2 separate regions of the Mus musculus genome follow, and region 1 is linked to region 2. The links are chromatin contacts, called in public targeted proximity ligation maps. All regions are on one chromosome and are shown on one strand. The core of a region is the stretch at or near the end of the contact, and the rest is flanking DNA. Distances in the headings are between cores, read along the strand shown. Region 1 overlaps Sgms1 (sphingomyelin synthase 1). Region 2 overlaps Sgms1 (sphingomyelin synthase 1).

What was found.
Region 1: a targeted proximity ligation map of pancreatic cancer cells shows a contact between it and region 2. A contact is called at or near these places in 10 of 484 Hi-C or Micro-C datasets (B cells, CD8 central memory T cells, the G1E-ER4 cell line and 4 more), 6 of 130 datasets of targeted methods (bone marrow-derived macrophages, embryonic fibroblasts, embryonic stem cells and 3 more) and 3 of 9 other capture datasets (adipose tissue, liver and pancreatic islet).

What each region holds. Positions count from the first base shown.
Region 1 is chr19:32,302,814-32,305,513 of GRCm38.p6, reverse strand. All of the region lies in intron 2 of Sgms1 (sphingomyelin synthase 1), which reads left to right. Among named protein-coding and RNA genes, the nearest start is that of Sgms1, 84 kb to the left of the region's middle.
Region 2 is chr19:32,135,850-32,138,549 of GRCm38.p6, reverse strand. The region is part of intron 7 of Sgms1 (sphingomyelin synthase 1); the gene reads left to right. Among named protein-coding and RNA genes, the nearest start is that of Asah2, 34 kb to the right of the region's middle.

The DNA.
Region 1 (2,700 bases), core at 49-2,548, 170 kb before region 2:
CATATGAGAACATTGCAGTCAAGTAGTGATGGGGACACGGGGCTTAAAGACATCTGTCATAGTACTCACTGGATTATCTTCAGTGGAGTTCCATGTTGGGGTTTCCCTTCTTGGTCTTTATTAATTATAGAGCTATCCATGAGCATACTTTCTGTTATTAAAGCAGTTTGAAATAGTAAGCAAAACTATATTCAAATGTATGGGTAACTTGGCAACTTTTCCCCCAAAAGAATGTGATGAGTCTAGTCCTTTTAATTCAAAATAATGAAATAGCCAGTCATCTTAAGTCCAAACATTAGTGGTTCCAGAGAGCTATTTGCCCCTCCCATCCCAGTCTGAACAGAGGAAATGAGTGAGTGATTAGGAATGAGTAAGAGCCGGAGGACTTGGGCCAGCTCATCTGTGGAAAGGAAGAAGGAATATTAATATAGTCCAAGACAGTGTAGAAACCACACCAACACAGCAGCATTAAGTGTTTGCCCAGGAAATTTGAGACTGAGAGGCCTTTCGTCCACTTGTGGGTGTGTTGCCGGAACACCCAGTATGCTTAGGCTTGCCTAACTACCTTATCCTAGAAGAGGTGGATTCAGGCGTGAGAAACAGCTTTTCTAGTCTAAGAGCTGATTCATGAAGCCGTAACGCTGGCTTAGTGAATTGTTTCATTAATTGTCTTTTGAGCCAGGGGCTGCTAGTGAATACCTTTATTCCTAGCACTTGAGAGACAGAGGCAAAGGCAGGGCAATGTCTGTAAGTTGAAGGCCTGGCTGGTCTACATAGTGAGTTGAGAGAAGTGGGGGCAGAGTGGGGAGAGGGAAAGAGGGAGAGAGACTGATTTTGAATTTATGCTTTCTACAAGTCTGCCTCTCACCTGTAAGTCTAGGGTCATCTGTTTATAGAATGATTCTAGCTGGACTTCTGTGAGTGCGGCATCCTGGAAAGTACAAGAGTTTCTGAACCCATGTAAGGCTCGCTCCCTATCTCAGAATATACTGTGATGTGGGTGGGGCTATGCATAATAATGACGGCTGTCTGTCTAATATGTCATCAGCAACTTGTCATGCTAAGATGGACTAGGATTCTGTTTTTGTTTCTAAAGTCTCAGATAATCAAGTCAGCAAGAAACATAAGAATGTTAGGGACTTAGCCTCCTAGTTTTCCAAGTGAATATGTATCCCTGTCTAAAGATTTCCTCCTTCTAAAGTTTTATTAATAAAACAATGAGTGTACAGGATTTCCAGCCCACTTCCTCTTAGAAAGAACAGGGCGGGGCAGCCTGTATCCCAGCTGGGACAGGAAGGGCCCCTGCTCCCACGTCTGGCCTTGGCTCTCTGCCCTTACAAGCTGGAGGGAGGGCTTCTGGGCGAGCAGATGTAGCCTCAAGTCAGTATGGTTCTTTGCCTACTCTTTGGACTGGGCCGACGGGCCAGGGAGAGACACGGGTTTAGTCTGGGAGTTGACACCTGTAGGTTCACCTCTCTTTGGCTGCTGTGATTTTGTTGGGGCTGTGACATAAAAATGACTCTTTAAAGTCTGGAGGTATAACTCTGAAATAAGACTGACTATCTTAGATTCCATTTTTGAATCACAAGCTCGGAGATCAGATAACTATAAAGATGTTGAAAGCAGATATTTTCAACAGGGAGCGGGGAAGATATTGTTCCCTAGGGAAGAGCACACCAATTGGTTATCCAATACCAAATCGTCAATCCTGAAAACATACAAACAAGTAACATTGTACAGACTGAGCAGGCTGTACTTGTATATCTAGGAATATATGTTTATATACATATATGTATATAATAATAGTTAAAGGAAAAAGAGGCTATGAATTTGAATGCAAGGAGGAGGGGCATATGGGGGTATTGGACAGAGGCAGGGAGGGGAGAAATGAAATAATTTTCCAAATAAAAGAAGGAATTAAAACAAATTGTTTGGGCTTTTGATTGGGAATGGACTAGAACCAATGAAACAACAAAACTCCTTGTAATGCAAGAAGGATGATCTATGTGGCCGGTGTTTAGCAACTGTGAAAAATTCATTTAATGTGTGATGTTGGGATGGGTGAAGACAAAGCATCCTTTGTTGACATTGGTGATAGCATTGGTGATGCAGCTCAAGCAAAGCTGGGCTCTGAGCTGTAGGCTTGCCCATCCCGAGCTCACTGTGAAACTGCAGGCTCTTCCTGTGCTGCAGGCTCTTCTTCATGTCCCAAAGCTCAGTTAAGTCCCCAGTGACCTGATATGTAAGGCGACTGAGTACAGGCTTTTAGCTAGGGCTGAGAAGGAAGCTGTGTTGAGTTCAGCAGGAACAAGGAAATCGCCCCCCCCCCCTTTATCTGATGAGACCCATCACATGGAAGGACTTAAAAGAAAGCAACAGCAGCTAGATAGTGATGTTGCTTAGCTCATAGAATCCTTGCTTGGCATGGATGTGACCCTGGGTTAGATCCTCAGCAGCCCATGAAACCAAGTGTGGGCATGAGTGCCTTCCTGTCAGCAACTGGGACGAGGAGGCTGGAGGATGAGAAGTTGAAGTAAGGATGGGGCCAGCTTTGTGATACAAGAGATCATTCATCAAAACCAGACAAACAACTAAGAAGATAAAATGTTCTAACCACCCTTACCCCATGATCCCAGTAGAACAAGGCCGAACACACCACTTAGAAGGTAATCCAAAACAAGGTATTAAGAGCTGTTACAG
Region 2 (2,700 bases), core at 165-2,664:
CTGTTGTGCTCACTCCCCAGATGTGCACTCCCCAGATGTGCACTCCCCAGATGTGCACTCCCCAGATGTGCCCCATGATAACTTTTGGGCAAGTTGAGCTGGTGCTGACTACTAAGCCTTAACCTAAGCCACACGCTGATTCTATTGTGGTTTCTGTGCTGACCTTAGATATCAAAACGGAGATGACACCTCAGCCAGGGCATTTGGCAGAAGAATTTCATTTGAATTTTATTCCGACCGCCAACCAACGGGTCCCCGTCAGACAGGGACCTTGTTCGTGTTTGGTACCATCTGATGCTTCTTGTTGAGTGGGGCAGCTTTGGGAAGACCTTCACAGTTTGTGTGTCTGCTGCTCTCCCCTTGTCTCAGAGTGAGATTTCAGGCATCAAAGCCCCCTGGTCTTGCTGCTGATTTCCCTTAGATGTTGGCCTCATGGACCCCCTGCCTTGGACAAGTCCATCCTTGCAAGGCAGCAGACTCTGCTTCTTGGCAATGGCAATTGTAGTTATACCTGTTCAGAGGTGGCAGTTGGCATATCTCACAAGCCTCCCACACTGACACACTTTGGTCGTCTGATGAGCCTTTAGCGACCTTGTGAGGAAAGAGCTGGTTCCAATACAAAAGTAATTTGGTATCACAGAGTTCAATCATGCGGAGCTTTGGTAGTCTGATTAGCCCTTGGCAGCCTTCTGTGGACTTCAGAAAGAGCTGATTCCATTGCATAGGTAATTTGGTGTCACCGAGTTAAGTCACATGAGGCATGGGGACGTGCTCGCTTTTGCGCAATCTTCTCTCTACTCCTATTTCTTGTCAGTATAATTTTCCTTTTTTGTTTTCACTTTTTTTCTGTTTCTCTTTTCTCTCTGTTGCTATTCTCTCTTTTCACTTTTAGGAGCAACAGTGACAGCAATGTAGTAAAAATTTGTCTTTTAAAAATTACTTTTATTGTAAATAAATTTTATGGCAGACATACTGAAAGTATGTACTAAAGAGAAATTTTTAAAATTCATATTTCAATACAATAGTCCTTTATGGCTGTTTTTCTCACAAGTCCAACTCTACTATCTGTACATTTATCACTTTGGTTAAAAGTTGTATTTGACAAGTGCACTTTGCATCATTTTATAGCTCCTTGGCAGCTCCAGTTTCCTTACTGAGGAAGTGTCGTCACTTGCTCAGATTGCAAGAAAATGCAGAATTGTTGATATGATTTCAGTTGATTAGAAGAGATTATTTTTCCAAGCAAACATCTCTGGAGAACCTGTCATGGGTAGATATAGTGTGGAATATTAAGGTCACAAATGTACATAGTAAGTGTCCTGTCCATCCCCCCCTCACTCCCTGGGCCTCCAGAGCTAAGGGTCCTGTGTGATCTAACAGGTCACTCCCTGGCTTAGTCATTCCTTCCTGTATGGATATGGGGGTTCTGGTTGCCATGGAAGCACAGAAAAGCAGCCACTGTGCTGGGCGTGCATGCAGCTAGAGGTGTGTCTGAGCCAAGGCTCAGAGGAACAAGTCAGAGTCTGCCAAGTGGAAGCAGCGAGAACATTGGTATAAGGGGACCATGCAAGGGAATTTAGAATAACTTGAGGTTGAGGGAACACAGGGGTCTGGTCGTCTGGTCCCAGTGGCCTGAGATGTAGCAGGCAGGCTGTGGGCAGATTTAAAGGGCCTTGAACCCTTCTAATGAGTTTGGATTTCCAAACCATAGAAAGTCAGGAAAGGTTTTAGTAGGAGGTTTTGATGGACTGACAGTTGTTTTTTAAAAATACATTTACCCAGTAATGCAGTGGGATGTTTGGGTGAGAGGGATATAGGCTTTGGTTGGTGCTAAGTTGTGTTATCCTTTTTTGATGTCCACCCGTGGTCCACAATGTCTTGTCCTCATTTAGTTCTCAAAACAGTGACTGGAGGAACTGCATTAAGTTCAGAGGCAGGTGGCTCTGCCCAGTGTTTCAGAGTAGCTAGGGAGCAGAGACAGGATATCTATCTGGCCACACATCTGTAGTAGGTAATGCTTGTTCATGGTCGTGTGAACTAGAGGTGAGGGATGTCCAAGCCAGGCCCTGTGTTAAGGGAGACACTGGAAAGGCAAGAAAAGTCTTACAGATATTAGGAGTCATACACCATGGAGACTATAGGCATTAACCAGGGAGCTCCAGACAGCCGCAGAGGAGACTTTACCCACTGGCTCAGGGTGCAAGAAGGTGGGCAGTGACATTTTCACCATGGGGAATGTCTCAAGCTACCTGGACACGAGAGGCCACCCATGAGCACTCTAAAACACCAGGCTGTCATGCTTGGGAGCTCTCCCTCTGGCTGTGTCATTTTGCGAAGCTTTGTTTCTTGCTTTGGCAGTGCTGAGGTTCGAGCCCCGGGCCTGTCACCTGCTCCTCTTCTCCCTGAGCTGTCCTCTCAGTCCTCAGTGGTTATGCTTAAGACAGTTTGAGCATGACGATATCAGACTGTAAAAAATCAAAAGGGGCTTTATATAATGTCAGAGGCGACTTAGGAAAATTAATAAATGTAAAAGAAATAGATGACTATTTGGTAGCCTTTGAGGAAATAATTCAAAAATCATAATCTATAATGGGTATGTACTGAAGCTATTAGGTGAAGGTTAAGGCCAATAACACTTATACAGCTTTTTAAATTCACATTTCTTATTAACTATAAAGGGGCAAAGATAACATATTTAGT